Linked DNA regions of Sus scrofa: all the other regions are linked to region 1. A link is a contact called in public promoter capture Hi-C data. All regions are on one chromosome and are shown on one strand. Each heading gives the region's core, a stretch centred on a gene start, on an enhancer-like site or on the middle of the called end of the contact. The rest is flanking DNA. Distances are from core to core; before and after follow the strand shown.

Region 1 (5,143 bases), core at 906-3,405:
ATAAAAGATCACGTATTCTATTATTCCATTTTTATGAAATATCCTGAATAGGCAAATCTATAGGAAAACACAAAGACTGATGGTTGCTTAGGGCTGGGTGGGGGTGGGCATGGTGGTTGAGGGGAAAGGGAGAATAACTGCTAATGGGTACTTTTTTAGGGGGTGATAAAAATGTTCTAAAACTGTGATATTTGCCCAACTCAAAATCATTGAATTATATTCTTTAAATGGGTAAATCAGTTGGCATGTGTATTAAATCTCAATAGAGCCGTTAAAAAATTGTTCAGTATGTATGTGCTAATGTTATGAATGATTGCCAGTTCATGTAACTGTTGAAATAGAAAACAATAAATTTAATGATCTTGTGTTCTTTGCCAATAGGTTGAGTCCTGGGAGGAGTTCTATGAAGATTTACTGTATTATTAACTCCAAGATTTTCCTGTAACAAAAGGAATGGTGGACAAGTATTTAATAATTAAAACCAAAACAAGGCAGTGTAGTTTTTGTCACTGATTTCATAATGCATGTAATCAGAATTCCAAGAAAAGGAAAGGCTTGTGACCTAATTAGACAAACATGAGATTTTCGTTGAAATGGAAAATTTTCATAATACATTCCTGATAAACAGCACAAAAACTATTCGTTAATTGACTAAGTAGGCTGTCAAGGAACCCTGAGCTTCCATGCTGTTTCTGAGAAGCAAATAAAAGCTAGAGGCAAAAGCCTGGGGACTGGATACTTAGCCCTTGCCTTCTTCCTGAGCCCAGCAAGATATTTAGAGACCAGGATTTTTCTACCCTGGTTGCTGAGATATGGAAGCTATTCCTTGCTTAATTCCAGAAGATGGTTCCAAGTCAAAGAAATCACTTTTCCAGTCTTAGGTCAGCTCCACAGTTGCAGGTAAAATTCAAGACCATGATTCTCCCCTGTGGTGCTTATTTCCCAAGGCAGACCATGGAACTATTAATGCCCATCCAGTTGATTTTATCAGCCTGTAAGATGTGGGAGTGAGATGACATTTTTCCAAGTATTTCGAAGGGTTCCTTTAATGGCTCCGCAGTAATGAGCCCTACTTCAGTATCCATGAGGATGCGGTTCCATCCCGGGCCTCGCTCAGTGGGTTGCCCTGAGCTGTGATATGGGTCTCAGACGCGGGCTTGGATCTGGCATTGCTGTGGTGTAGGCCAGTGGCTACAGCTCCGATACGACCCCCAGCATGGGAACTTCCATATGCCCCGGGTGTGGCCCTAAAAAGACAAAAAAAAAAAAAAAAAAAAGAAAGAAAGAAAGAAAAAGAAGCATTTGAAAATCTTTCAAAGAAAAGATGAGGCAAAACATGGTGAAATTCCATGCATAGGCTGAGTTTGCACCAGGTTCTTCAGGGACCCCTGTGACCAGGGGAAAATCTCCTAACTCTGAACTGCCTTCCTCAATTGTTAAACGTCTTCCTCTTCATCTCCCCAAACTGGTAGGAGGAGTGTTGGGGCAGCACCCATGGTATCTTTACACAGTGCCCCCAAGTGCGCAGGAAGCAGGTGAGTGACCTTATTGTACGTGTCTAAACTCTGGCTCTGGGCTTCTCTGGGCCAAACTCTCGTACGTCCAGATGAAAAATGCTCAGATATGGAAGGATTTCTCCAAGATCACACAAAGGCCTTGCGGGTCTGTGAGGTGTCTGGCAAGGCCTACATTGGAACAGCCGCTTGGAATGGCGGTTCCATAAGTGGCCACCTTCTTAGACCAAAGCCAAGGCCTGTCACCTAGCGGCGGATTCTGACAAAGCAACGGAAACATCGGGAAAAGAGTCCGGGTACTGCGGCATTCAGGAGCCAATACGCTCTCAGCTCGCGCAACTAACTCCTTTTTTTATTGGACCTTTCCAACAGTCAATCAATCACTTTCTCAGTTTTTATTGGCTTAGCTCCAATCAGTCTACTCAATCTACGAATCAAACGCTTCTTTCCAAGAGCATCTTTAAGTGGTGAGAGCACCTCCTAAGTCTGACGAATTTAGCCAGTTCTTCTATTTCATTGGCCGGTCCCGGCCCTTCCTCTCGTACATCCTGTTCGGGCCGGAAGTAAGAGAGCCCCCATTCCTATTGGCTTAGATTTGCAAGCCAGTTAAGTCCATCAAGACATCAGCTCTCAGGAAGTACGGTTCCGGAAGGGGCGGGTTTTGTGAAGATGGCGGCGCCGGTAAGTGTCGTGTGTATCCTTCCTAGGCTTGCTGTTGTGGACGTTTCTTTTCCCCGCAGTGGTTTGAGGCAAATTATTGACGCGAGGGAAGCGTGGTGATGAAAGTTGCTTCAGGGAGGCGTTCTTCCTGCCACAGCGGGACAAAAACAGTAATAGGGAGACGGGGTTGGGGGTTACAGCTTCTTTCCAGTAACGTGAGGGGCCGGCCGGCTGTGAGGCGAGGCTGCTTGTATACCACAGTGAGAAGGCAGGAAGTCTGGGATGTTTGAAGGAGAGAGGGGACTTTTCCACCACAGACGTCAGGTCTTATAATCCTAAGGAAAGAATGGCTTTTCTTTTTTCTCCCTTCGGTAGGAGGTGCTGGAGTCGGACCTGCCAAATGCTGTGGCACTTTTGAAAAACCTTCAGGAACAGGTGAGTAATGGCACCCCTTTGGAATAGATTAGTATTAGTCACTGATGAGCTTTGACTTTGTGTGCCTCACTTCTAAACTTTGGTGATTTGGGAGCGTATGTTTGAATAACCAAATACCATAAGAGCAAAATGATTTAATGCAAACCTTTTCAGGCTACAATGAAAAGTAATTGATTTCTGCCTCTGAAAGAATACAAAAACTCCAGGAAAAAAGCAAATGAATCAGTTTCTTTTGTTCTTATAGCTAAGGAAACTGAGAGAGGTGATATAGTTTACCATTTGAGTGCCCAGATAATATACTTTTATATAATTCTATGTATTTAAAGTTCAGTCTGTACAAAGCTACAGTGTTCTCATCCCTTTCCCATGGTTTGGTAAGATGGTCTCTTTACCTTTTTAAAGAAGTAGAAAGTTTTTTCTGTCTTTTGAAGAAGTATCAAAAGCTGTTTCTTCTGTTTTCCCAGAACTGAAAATAAGAGAGTGATGTACTTTAGGCAGTGTTCCAGATAGTTTTTAGGTGGCATTGTTTAGCTTTTGCCCTTCACAGCTCACAGAGATGACCTGATGTATTCTAGTCAGTTGTTTTGTTTGGATTAATTTCAGGTGATAGCTGTCACTGCACAAGTGCAAGCCCTGACCAAAAAAGTTCAAGCTAAGGCCTTTCCTACAGAAAAGGTAAGACAATTGAAGAGCAAGCATCCTTTGACTTGATGGTTTTTGTTTTGTTTTGTTTTTACATCTGCACCTGGGCATATGGATGTTCCTGGGCCAGGGGTTATATTGGAGCTACAGCTGGGGCCTAAGGCATAGCCATGACAACACCAGATCCTTAACCAACTGAGCAAGGCCAGGGATCAAACCCACATCCTCACAGAGACAGTGTTGGGTCCTTAACCCACTGAACCACAATGGGAACTCCTGACCTGATGTTCTCAGCAGTTCTTTCCATTGTAGATTAATGAGTATCTTTTGTGTCCTAAGTGCTGGAGCTTCGAAGATGAGTAAAATCCAGTTTCTGTGCTGAAGTCTAGTAGAGGAGGCAGGTGAAAGCAATAGGTATAAGCGGTAGCAGTCATGTTGACTCATGATGAGCGGCTGTGCAGGCTGAGGAGTGAGGTTAAATAATTACCAGAGGAGCAAAGGAAGTTAGGGCGTTTCAAAAGAGGTAATGGAATTGTGAGAAATAAATGGGAGTCAGAGGGACAGAAAGAAACAACGTGTGCAAATTTACAAAGACGTAAAAGCATGGTGATATTCTGGGAAAGGAGGTAAGTCATGTAGGGTGGTTGGCTGTACATTTTGTGTGTGTTGGGGTGGAAAGGGTAAGAAAATAAAACTGGAAGAGTAGTCATTTTGTGTAAAGTGCTTTGTAAGCCAACTGAGGAGTTACTGTTGTATTTCATTTAATTTAAAATACTGTTAATTGGGGATATATCACTTAATATATTAAGAAAAAAATGCTGCTCTTTAATCTATGCCATAATGCTAAGATATCATTGATTTAAAGATGTATCCTGACTTCAGGGATGTCAAAATGTCAAGATGATGTGTATCTTAAAATTAAATATGGTAGTTTTCAAATTTAGATCTTGTAGAACCTTCTCAGGGAATCACTGGGTACGGGGCAATATAGAAGGTCTCTGGATCCCTCATACCTGCTTGAACTGGAAAATTTGGGTGTTACCTATTTTGTGTATTGAGCTTTCTCCTAAAATATTTAAGCAAAATATTCAACAGAAATATGAAAATCATTATCATTAATAAAAATCATTGATGGATTTTTAAGCATGAGATTTATAGCAGATTTGTGTTTTAGAACGATAGCTAAGTGAATTTTTGATGTATCTTCATTTGCCTTTTTTTCCTCATTATTCATTTTAGTTGACTTTTTTTGTTTTTGGCATTTTAGGACCGTACCTGCAGCACATGGAAGTTCCCAGGCCAGAGTGGAATTGGAGCTGCAGAGCTGGCCTCCGCCACAGCCAGAGCAACATGGGATCTGAGAAGTCTTTGACCTTCACCACAGCTCACGGCAATTCCAGATCCTTAACCCACTGAGTGAGCCCAGGGATCCAACCTACATCCTCATGGATACTAGTCAGTTTTGTTACCACTGAGCCACAATGGGAACTCCTGACCTTTCCTGTCATGTTCCCCCCCCCCTACACACACACACACACACACACCTTTTTTTTTTTTTTTTTTTTTTTTTTTTTAAGGGCCGCACCCACAGCATATGAATGTTCCCAGGCTAGGGAGCTAATTGGAGCTGTAGCTGCGGACATGTGCCATAGCCACCACAACATGGGATCTGAGCCACGTCTGCGACCTACACCACAGCTCATGGCAACACCAGATCCTTAACCCACTGTTCAGGCCAGGGATAGAACCTGAGTCCTCATGGATACTGTCGGGTTTGTTAATCACTGAGCCACAACGGGAACTCCTTGTTTCTCATTTTTCAATCTTTGCTTTTTATTCCTTGTTTTTCTCTCATTCACTTGTAACCCATTTTGAACTTGACAGTGCCCAAG
Region 2 (5,143 bases), core at 972-3,471, 130 kb before region 1:
CAAAATCGAGGTTCAAGGGCATTATTTTAAAAAATCACATTTCCCTTAATTGGCTTTCTTAGTTTAAATTAGGTGCCAATAGGCGCTCCCACTGTAGTACAATAGGGTTGGCAGCAACTCTGCAGAGCCAGGACCCCTGCTGGGTCCCTGGCCTGGCACAATGGGTCCTCAGATCCTGGCCCAGGGTCCGGTGTTGCTGCAAACCGGGGCTCAGATCTGATACTTGGCCTAGGAACTCCATATGCCTCAGGGTGGCCAAAAAAGAAAAAAAAAAAGGTAATTAGGTACCAATAAACACCTAAGACTTGGTTTGCTTAAAATCAGTAGAGAAGATTTTTCTTCCAGCAAACTCACAATTGTTTAGAGCTTATCTTCGGTGTTCAACTAAGTTCTCCCAGACCACTGAAGCTGAGATGGCTGATGAAGTAATTTTCAGTGAAATTTTAAGCAACTGTGACTCTGCTCCAAGTTCCCCTATTCCTGAGGTAAGAATTTGTGTGATAAAATGAGGGTGTGGGGAAGAATGGGGTATACTGGGAAACTTTTGACTTTGGTTTGCTAATAGGAATCTCTTCTCATCCAAATCCCCCTACCCCAGCCATGCACATCCTGTCCAGGTTGTTTAACTATTTGGTTGAGCTCATGTGAATCTGGCTCTGAAACCGGTAGCTTGGTCTGGCTATAAATATCCCTCTTGCAAACTTAGCACCGCCGTTCCTTCCTTTTTAATAAATGAGTAGCATCACCCCTAAACTGTAGCAATCCTGCCTTCCAGGGCTAGGTCTCAGTGGTATCTCAAGAGTGCAGCAGTGCGGTGGAATTCCTCTAGGGTCTATAGGAGGGGCTGGGGGCTGGGAAAGCGTTGAAGATGAAGGGTGGCACCCAGATCCTCAGCCCATGCATCCTGTGGTCAACCATTGAAAACTATGTTCTAGGCATGTTGCCCCCATGGTGGAGGTGCAAATTTAGAGTCCAATCTCGTCTCCAAGCTCTTGCAAACTCTAGTTAGGAAAGGCAGCACAGAACACTCAAACGCACAGCGGAGGAAGGACCGCTTGTCAAGGGAGAAGACGGGAGGCTAGTGGAAGGCTTCCGCAGGGGAGGTGAAGACGGGGTTTGTAGCTGTCTGCTTGAAAAAGGACTGACTGCATGTAGAGGCACAGACCTGGGTGCAGATACACCCGCTGGAATGAAGATTGTGGAAATAACACCAAGTAGTCTGGTCCTGAGGTCTCTTAAGGCCTCAGCAAGGAATTTTAAGACTTTACCTGGCCAGCAAAGGGGAGCCAGTTCGGTCTGGTAGTGGTGTGGATTGAAATGGTGACACTGGAAGCTGACACATTAGGGAGTTGTAGCAAACATTCCAAGCAAGAGAAAAACAGGCTGAAACTGGGACATAAGCAGAATGCTTGGAAAGTATGCCTATGTAGGAAGACAGCACGGTTAGAACTTGTGACTGGTACTGGAGTGAGAATTCCTCCCTGCTTTCTGGTTTGGGGAGACCTAGTGCATAATGGTGCCAATAACCTGAGTGGGAAAGGTAAGCTCCTTCCTGGAGAGCGCCATTCGGAACCCTCCATTTCCAGCAACATCCCACCTACTGGGGCATTCCTGGTGCCCAGAAACAGGTTTCCAGAAACCGCCGCAGAGTTTCCGACCTCTGCCTTTCAAAAGTTCAACCTTGATACTGGCAACCAACAGTATCAAGATGGCGGCACCCTAAAGACTAGTCATGTGACCTAGGGTTTCCCTCGCTGGAAGCCGAGCAGTTCGTTTGGGGGCAAAGTTCACCTGTCACAAAACGGGGGTCAGCCCTTCGAATCTCGCGAGCCAGTCGGCGTTTGAGACTGGGCCACTCCGGCGAGGGGATCGCTAGATTGGTCCTTTCCACTCGCTCAGCCAGCGGCCAATCACGGAGCGCCATACTTTGCGGATCCGCCCGTAGGCGGGGGAGAAGCAAGAACGTCGTCACAGCGTGGCGGCATTGTTACCTAAGGGCTTGAGAGGAGGTGGTACGTGCGTTGATTGACAGACCGATTTCCCCTACCGGGATTTGAGAATTTGGGGCAATCCCCCGCCTTAGGGGTGGGGTCTTATTTGATTGCCAAGTAATATTCTCCAATGGACTCCTAGCTCGCCGTGATGGGCAGGCTGCTTGACTAATGAATCCTCGGCGTGGCCGGCGCAGCTCTCCAATCGTTGGGCGGCGGGCCCCAGTCTGAGCGGCGATGGCGGCGGCGGCGGCGGCGGCAGCAGCAGCGGGGGCTGCGGGCGGTCGGGGCTCCGGGCCGGGGCGGCGGCGCCATCTTGTGCCCGGGGCCGGTGGGGAGGCCGGGGAGGGGGCCCCGGGGGGCGCAGGGGACTACGGGAACGGCTTGGAGTCTGAGGAGCTGGAGCCTGAGGAGCTGCTGCTGGAGCCCGAGCCGGAGCCCGAGCCCGAAGAGGAGCCGCCCCGGCCCCGCGCCCCCCCAGGAGCTCCGGGCCCTGGGCCTGGCTCGGGAGCCCCCGGCAGCCAGGAGGAGGAGGAGGAGCCGGGACTGGTCGAGGGTGACCCGGGGGACGGCGCCATTGAGGACCCGGTGAGGGAAGGAGGGCGAGCGAGCAGGCCGGCGACCGGCCGGCCGGGTCACGGGAGGCCCAGAGCTCGGGCGAGCGGGAGGCGGGCGGGGGGTGGGGGTGGGCGGGGAATAACGTGGCTGGGGCCGGGCTGGGGACGCAGCATCGACCGCCAGAAGGGGCCCAGCCGGGTGGATTCGGACGTAATGGGTGTCTAGTGTTGTTCTAAAAAAGGTAGCTTGATTTTCTTTTTATCATGACCCTCGCGTGGGGCAAGGGAAATGGCAGAGCATGGCTGGGGCCGCGCGCCGATCGAGAGCAGGGCAAAGCCCCTGCGTTGGTTCCTCTTAAGCTCTTCTCCATACCCTCCCCACTCATTGTAGGAGCTGGAAGCGATCAAAGCTCGAGTCAGGGAGATGGAGGAAGAAGCTGAGAAGCTAAAGGAGCTACAGAACGAAGTAGAGAAGCAGATGAATATGAGTCCACCACCAGGCAATGGTGAGTAACTGGCGGTTACACGCGGATCCCAGGTTCTCGCATTGGAAGGGTTATGGGAGCACGGTTCATATGGGATTGGATGCTCCATACCTTGGAGCTGCTTGTCTGAGCAGTTATTGGGCAGGTGCCTCGGTCGTAGTCCGTTGTGTGTTTCTGACCTTTGTGAGACCGAGTCTGTTTTGGTGATGGTAGTCTTGTGCCTCCCTTTGTTCCTGTTACAAATGTGTTGCTCTTTGTTCTTAGTCTTTCTCTGCCCTTTGTGAAGGTTGCCAGCTGGCATTTGACCTTCAAGTCCAATAGTTCTCTCAGTTGGAGACCCTTTAGTTAGGAGTCTTAAGAGAACTGCTCAGCTTCAGGGGGCTTCCTCTCTAATCCAGAAACGTCCAATCTCAGCCCACTTAATTTTGTTCACTTTCCAGATCATTGCAACCAAAGCTATTCAATAGGGACTTGATTTGGGGTTGGGAGGGAATTCCTGTACTGTTGTGGTTTTTTTTAGTTTGTTTTTTTCTTTTAATGTATTGATCTCTTCTTTCGTTTGTCAAATATTTAATGAGCACCTACTGTATGCTAGACTGTTTTATTGTGTTCTAAGCAGTGGGAATAGGGGCTAGAATAGACCAAAATCTTTGTCTTTGCTAGTGGCGGTTGTGGTAATGGTGTGCATATATTGGCTAAGTAAAAAAAGGATTTTTTTCTGATTTTTTTTTTTTTTTTTTTTCCTTCCCTCATAGCTGGCCCAGTTATCATGTCCATTGAGGAGAAGATGGAGGCAGATGCCCGATCTATCTATGTTGGCAATGTATGTACTAGGACCTTGATTGAGGTTGGGGAAGCTCTTATTGTGGGGGGGATTATTTAATGGGAGTCTTGAATCATCTCCAGGATAGGTGGTGGTGGATTTAAGGAGTAGAGGGAGGGTTGGAATGAGGTGAAAGTTAATGGTGATTAGCAGAGGCCATGGGATTGGAAAGAAAAGAGTTCCTTAGAAAATAGAGTTAATTGCTTTGGTGTTTATAGGTGGCCTAGCCCAAAGGCTTGGCCAGTACTTGTTGAAATGGGAGTTTGCCCATTATCTGTGAGATGTACCCCCCCCACAGGTGGACTATGGTGCAACAGCAGAAGAGCTGGAAGCACACTTTCATGGCTGTGGTTCAGTCAACCGCGTTACTATACTCTGTGACAAATTTAGTGGCCATCCCAAAGGGTAAGTGAGGAAGTAAATTGACATTTTTTAACCATAATTTTATATTGAGCAGTAAGTTAAATGGATGTTAAAATAAGTGGTCTTTGTTTTTTAATGGTAATAGGTATTAGGATTTCACCTAATTGCCTTAAGAGATCCAACAGACAACTAAGATGGGGGCTGCATGTGGGTGGGATCTTGAACTGAATGGGGGGAGGCCAGCTTCTGCTTGGCTCCACCTTGTTCCACCATGTGGAAACCCAGGTTCTCTGTATCCTTTTAAAATAATCCAAGAATAGCTGCAAATTTTGATTAGACTCTTCTATTTGAAAGTTCAGAGGGCAGTTCCTTTGTGGCACAGCTGGTTAAAGAACTGCACAACTGGTGCAAGGTTTGATCCCTGGCTTGGGAATTTCCACATTCCCAAAGTTTCCATTTTTTTGGACAAATACGAATACATTGTACTCAAAGCCCGCCTGCAAGTTGAATTTGATCTCTGACTTCTGTTTGCAGTCTCAGATAAGCAGATTATAGTAGATAAAGTGACAATTATTGTTTTCAGGTTTGCATATATAGAGTTCTCAGACAAAGAGTCAGTGAGGACTTCCTTGGCCTTAGATGAGTCCCTATTTAGAGGAAGACAAATCAAGGTAAGCCTCATGCTCATTGCTGTTCTGATCTATGTAAACTCTTTAGGTTAATTCTAAGGCTTTCTGTTGTACATCGCTCACTCTCAGGTGATCCCAAAACGAACCAACAGACCAGGCATCAGCACAACAGACCGGGGTTTTCCACGAGCTCGATACCGTGCCCGGACCACCAACTACAACAGTTCCCGCTCTCGATTCTACAGTGGTTTTAACAGCAGGCCCCGGGGTCGTGTCTACAGGTCAGGATAGATGG
Region 3 (5,143 bases), core at 1,241-3,740, 91 kb before region 1:
TCAAAGTGACAGGAGTGCAGGACAAACTGTGGAGGTCTCTGCCCAGCAGTCTCCTCTCTCTGGTGGACTCACCGACGTGGCTATGGCCATGGCCTTGGCCTTCCGCGTGGCCAGCTCCAGGCCAGGCTGTTTCGCTGACTTCAGCAGCGGCTGCCCCACACCATGGAGGCGGCCCCCAGCAGCGGCGCCTGAGTCGTGGCCTCCGCGGAGGTTGGAGGAGGAAAAAGAAAACCCACAAAACTCCCCAAATGGGAGGCAGCTTGGTCGGGCAGGAGGAGGAGCGGGGCGGGCCAGGGCGTCGCTGCGGGACCTCATCCAAGGGCGCGCGCTCTGCACTGTCCCGCGGCCTCCCGGGGGCCGCCGGGTGGGCCAGGCCGGGGAGCTGCCTGCCCTAGGCCGCGGGGGCACCCCGGGTCCGCATGGGCCCAAACCTCCCTTCCAGGGCCGGGAAAGGAGAAGAGGCGGGAGCTGGGGCTGCGCCTCGACGCCTCCCCGGGCCGCTCAGGACGGCCCCGAGGGCAGGGAGAAGCTGCCGGGACGGTCGGGCTGGACGAGCGAGTTTAGGAGCCAACCCTCCTTAGCCGGGAGCCGGCCTGGAGTGCGGTGCTCCTGGGGCTGGGGTCCGGCGCCGAGGGAGGGCGGAGGGATCAGGACGGAGACGTTCGTCCCTCTTTAAACTCTTCCGAGTTGCTGAGCGGAGGCCAGGCTGGCGCCGAAGGGCTCTGAGACCGCGGCCGCTGGGGAGGCGGGTTCCCACGCAGGCACACTCGCCCGGGGATCTGGGGGCGCGGCGACGGCGCCTCGCCACCCGCGCGAGGGCCCGGCTCGAAGGGGCGGAACGGCCTTCCCCACGCGCCAGAGGGGCCCACCCGCCCCTCTCCAGCCCTCAGCCCCCTGGCCCTCGGAACCAGCCCCCTCGTCCTGCTCACTCGCACCCTTTGTGGGGCCGTTCCGCGCGCCCCAGGGCTCGGGGCAGCCCAGGTGTCTCTGGGAACCGAGAGAAAGGCCACAAAGCAAAAGAAGGACCAAAGAGAATGCGAAGGAGGAGCAGGGACCAGGGTCCTGCGGACTCGCCTGAAGGTGGGGTTTGGGGGACACTGAGACGACTAGGAAGGCTCCGGGGGGAGGGGTGGCGCGTGGCCCCGAGGCTCACCCCCGGCTCGCAGCTCCCTTTCCCTCCCCTTCCCGGGCTCCCGGCGCCCTCTCAGTGCAGCTCCTCTCTCCTCCCCTCGGGCCCTCTCCGCTCCGGCGCGGGGCTCAGTCCCAGGGATTAAGAGAAAGGAGGGAGGGGAAAAGGGAGGGGAAGAGAAGGGGCGGAGGGGAAAGGGGGACGTTCCCTCTAAAGGCGGGTGTTGAGTTTCAGCTCAGGACCCTCGGGCCAAATTGCACGCCCCCTCCTGGCTCCTCTCCCCGGCGCCTGCTCCTGCCCGACGTCGCGGCGGACCTCCCGGTGGTCTGGTTCGCTCCCTCCGGAGAGCTTTCCTCTCCCGGTCACGCTCCTGTTCTCCCCCGCCTGCCCCGCGCCTCTCTGCCCGCCTTTCAGTAGCCCCACATCTGTCTTTCCCGTGGGAGGGAGCGCGCCTCTTCCGTCTTTCTGGGGTCCTCCGCGGAGCCGCTCCACTCTCTTGGCTTGGCCTCTCTCTGCGGGGGAGGCAGGTCGCGGGGCTGGGGCTGGACACGGATTCTGGACCTGAGGAGAGAACGTGCTGCCTGAGCGTCGGGTCCCAGAGCTGCCGCCCCGCCGGTCGTGCCGCCTCAGCCAGTCCGGGCCTGTCCCTCGCCGTCACTCTGGCTCACTCCTGCTGCCAGGAGGAGGAGAACTGAGGACAGCGGATAGGACTCTTTCAGAGGAGCTGCGTTCTGGCCCCTCAGGAGCTTCAGCAGAAAGGGCGGGGCTCTGGGGTCCCCACACCTCTCCTGCCCTATTACTTACTGCTCCTTTGTGGGCGCAACTTCCCTCCACCTAGCCCCCACTCCGCGTTCTTCCTTTGGGGGCATACATCAAGGCCCCTCAGAAACTCCAGAGAACCTTCCTTCTTCCGTTTTTGAGCTTCCTGGAATTTAAAAAGTGAGATGCCAAACAGGATTGAAAAGCTGTGGTATATTTTCAATGTTTACATTTAGCGCATTAACACTTCAAACACGTGAACAGACAATGGCTCTGTGTAAAACCTCATTTGGCGATAACATCAGAAGTCTAATTTAAGGCGCTTTGTGAACTTGAGGCCTTGGATAGAGGCTCCCTACCTTTCCTCCCACCTACCAGCACCCCCCCACCCCACATTCCGGGCCCACGTGTCCGTGTCCAGGTAGGTGGGAGGAAAGGTAGGGAGCCAGTAGGGGAGGGGGGATACCTGCCCCAGCTCCATCCGACCCCCTCATTGCTTGGGCACCTATGAACAGACTCAGACTCTCTTAGGATGGGAGAGGAACTTTATTTTGCTTTTTAGGGCCACACGTGTGGCTTATGGAAGTTCCCAGGCTAGGTTGAATCCAGGCTGCAGCTGCTGGCCACAGCAATGGCAGATCCGAGCCCTGTCTTAGACCTACGTCAGAGCTCACAGCAATGCCAGATCTTTAAACCACTGAGCGAGGCCAGGGATCGAACCTGCATCCTCATGGATACTAGTCAGATTCCTTTCCTCTGCGCTGCAACAGGAACCCTGAGAGAGGAATTTTTAAATTTACAGATGCATCTGAAGAGAGAGCTCCCCCATTCCAGCTCCAGCCTGATGCAGCTTCTTCCAGACCACAGCCCTGGGGGGTCTGGCTGCCTGGAATTTAGCAGCTGGAGAATGACTTGGCATGACCACTGCCCAGGGGGCTGCCAAGGCACAAGATGGAGGTGGGGCTCAAGATGGAGGTGGGCAGGAAACCCAGTTCCCAAAGATGACCGCTCTGACTGGCACAAGGGGAAAATAGATGGAAGCCAGAAAAGACTAAGCAGGAAGGAAGTGCTGGCAAAACGGTGGTTTGAAATGTGGGCATTGAGGCCCTGTGCCTGCGGCTAGGTGACTGGGGAGCCGAGTGCAAACCTGCAGGAAAACAAGTCTGTGTTTCTGGAGTGCTCAGGCAGGGAGTGGAGCCAGTTAGACTCAGGAGTGAATCCTGTTTTGTCAGCTGGGTGACCTTGGTCAAGATCTGCAACATCTCTGTTGCTCAGTTCCTCATCTGGACAGCGACTTTGGTGAGTAAATATGTGTAAAGTCCATGGCACAATGGCTCTTCCTCTTCACCTTGGCTCTGCATGGCTCCCCACTCCCCCCACAGCTTGAACCTTGGTGAGAGCTCAAAGTGTTTGTTGAGGGCAGGAGGAGACTTCTCCCTGTTCTTAGGCCTCATCTCTGCCCTCTTGTTCCCAAACAAAAGTTTAACATGATTCTGACTTGTTCAGGGAGGGTTCTGAGCCCCAGGTTAGTTTGGGTGGGTTGCTAAGACCCTGCCTCAGACAGGAGGGCCCTCAGCTTCAGGCTTGTCTTTGCCATTCTTCAGGGGGTAGGAAGGAAGGAACCTCTCCATTTGGCCTTCTGGGTCCCAGTCTTCTCTTCCAATCTTGTCCCTTCCCAGCAAGGCCAAGCTCATCCACAGCTGGTCTCGTCCTCATGCCATTCCGTCATGACTTTCTTGACCTGTTCTTGTTCTTCTTGATTTGCGGAACATCTCAAGTGCTTATGAATTCTTCCAGTTCTCCTCTCTTTAGCCCCATTAGCATCCAGCTTCCCTGAGTTCTAATCCTGGTTCCAACCCTGGCAAAGTCCAACCTGGGCAAGCTATGTGACCTCTTGGAGCCTCAGGTTCCTTGTCCGTCAAGTAGGATAATAATGGAACGGAGGATTAAGAGAATCCTGAGAACCGTGCCTGGTCCATGATGTGTAAATGTTGGCTCAAAGCAAATCTTACTGTCATTTGATGCCAGCTCTATGGGGCAGCAGAAGGTCAAGGACATGGTGCCTGCCCTGAAGAAACTGCCATCACGTAGATCATGCTTGAATACAGTTGATACCTTCTCACTGACCCTGGGTAAAATCTAAATGTTCCACCACAGCCTGTAAGACGCTATGTGATCTGGTCCCTACCCATCTCTTCCCTTCACCCTTAGCCTTTGTTTTTCTAGCCATACTGTCCTTTCTGTTTCTCAAACATGCCAAGCTCTTCCACCTTTGGGTGGAATGTCGTGTGCCCTCTGCCTGGACCACTCTTGCCCCAGACCCTTTTCCATCATCATGTCAAATCCTGCATCTTTGGAGCCTTCCCTAGCTTTTTAAGCTAAAGGTGCCCCTTCTCACTACCCACTCCCCACTGTCCAGTAATTCCCTGTCTTCTAACACTGTTTCATTTTCTTCATAGCACTTATCATTATCAGAAATTATCTCACTTCCTTGTTTGCCATCTGTTTCCTCCTAAAACCTGAGATTCCTGATGCAGGGACCTTATCTGGATTGTCCTCCTCTGCATTCCTAGTAGCATTTAGAATGGTACCTGGTGGATAGCAGATGCTCAGTAAGTGTTTGACAAATGGATTGATGAACAGGGCAGCCACGACTGTTGGACAAAGCTGAGTAAGCCAAAGGCCTCGCTGGGCTGGGGGAAGAAGTTGCTGGACTTTCTGTCCTGTTCACTCTGATTCTCTGCATGTCTCTCAGGCCAGACTGGGTTCCCTGTCTCTCTCTCTCTCTCCCTCTTTTTTTTTTTTTTTTTTTTGTCTTTTTAGGGCTTCACTGTGGTATAGGGAAGTTCTCAGGCTAGGGGTTGAATCAGAGGTACAGTTGCTGGCCTATACCACAGCCACAGCAACATGGGATCTGAGCCACATCTGCAACCTACACAGCAGCTCCGGATCCTTAACCCACTGAGCAAGGCCAGGGATTGAACTCACGTCCTCATGGATACTAGTCGGGTTTGTAACCGCTGAGCCAGAACAGGAACTCCCAGACTGGGTTCCCTTTGAAGGCAGGCTCCGGGCACCTTTGTAACTAAAGGTGATACTACAAATAATTAGCAACCAGTCCCATCATCATCTACCCATCAGGACATGGGAACCTGTCCTAGAGGTCCCCATCTGGCCCCCATTTAGTTGCAGGATCACAGGGAGGCTGTGGCATGGGGGTGCTCCAGCACTGAGCACAGCATCTGTTTACTAGCA

Evidence for each region. Promoter capture Hi-C pulls out the DNA fragments that hold promoters and counts their contacts.
Region 2: a contact with region 1 is called in a promoter capture Hi-C map of fetal skeletal muscle, with 5 times the contacts expected there. The contact joins the promoter of PABPN1 here to the promoter of NGDN in region 1. A contact is called at or near these places in 4 of 5 promoter capture datasets (fetal liver, fetal skeletal muscle, liver and 1 more), 18 of 47 Hi-C or Micro-C datasets (adipocytes, brain, embryonic fibroblasts and 11 more) and 2 of 2 datasets of contacts at active chromatin or transcription factors (alveolar macrophages and skeletal muscle).
Region 3: a contact with region 1 is called in a promoter capture Hi-C map of fetal skeletal muscle, with 4 times the contacts expected there. The contact joins the promoter of EFS here to the promoter of NGDN in region 1. A contact is called at or near these places in 1 of 5 promoter capture datasets (fetal skeletal muscle), 1 of 47 Hi-C or Micro-C datasets (epiblast stem cells) and 1 of 2 datasets of contacts at active chromatin or transcription factors (skeletal muscle).

The regions. Positions count from the first base shown.
Region 1 is chr7:75,626,459-75,631,601 of Sscrofa11.1, reverse strand. It overlaps NGDN (neuroguidin), which reads left to right and starts at 2,155. Exons shown (of 11, transcript NM_001244788.1): 1 at 2,155-2,195; 2 at 2,550-2,609; 3 at 3,213-3,284. The coding sequence starts at 2,184.
Region 2 is chr7:75,753,600-75,758,742 of Sscrofa11.1, reverse strand. It overlaps PABPN1 (poly(A) binding protein nuclear 1), which reads left to right and starts at 2,221. Exons shown (of 7, transcript NM_001243548.1): 1 at 2,221-2,579; 2 at 2,940-3,054; 3 at 3,789-3,856; 4 at 4,155-4,261; 5 at 4,803-4,890; 6 at 4,978-5,129. The coding sequence starts at 2,229.
Region 3 is chr7:75,717,380-75,722,522 of Sscrofa11.1, reverse strand. It overlaps EFS (embryonal Fyn-associated substrate), which reads right to left and starts at 2,490. Exons shown (of 5, transcript XM_013978208.2): 1 at 73-2,490. The coding sequence starts at 315. IL25 (interleukin-25) reads left to right here and starts at 4,835. Exons shown (of 3, transcript XM_005666258.3): 1 at 4,835-5,143.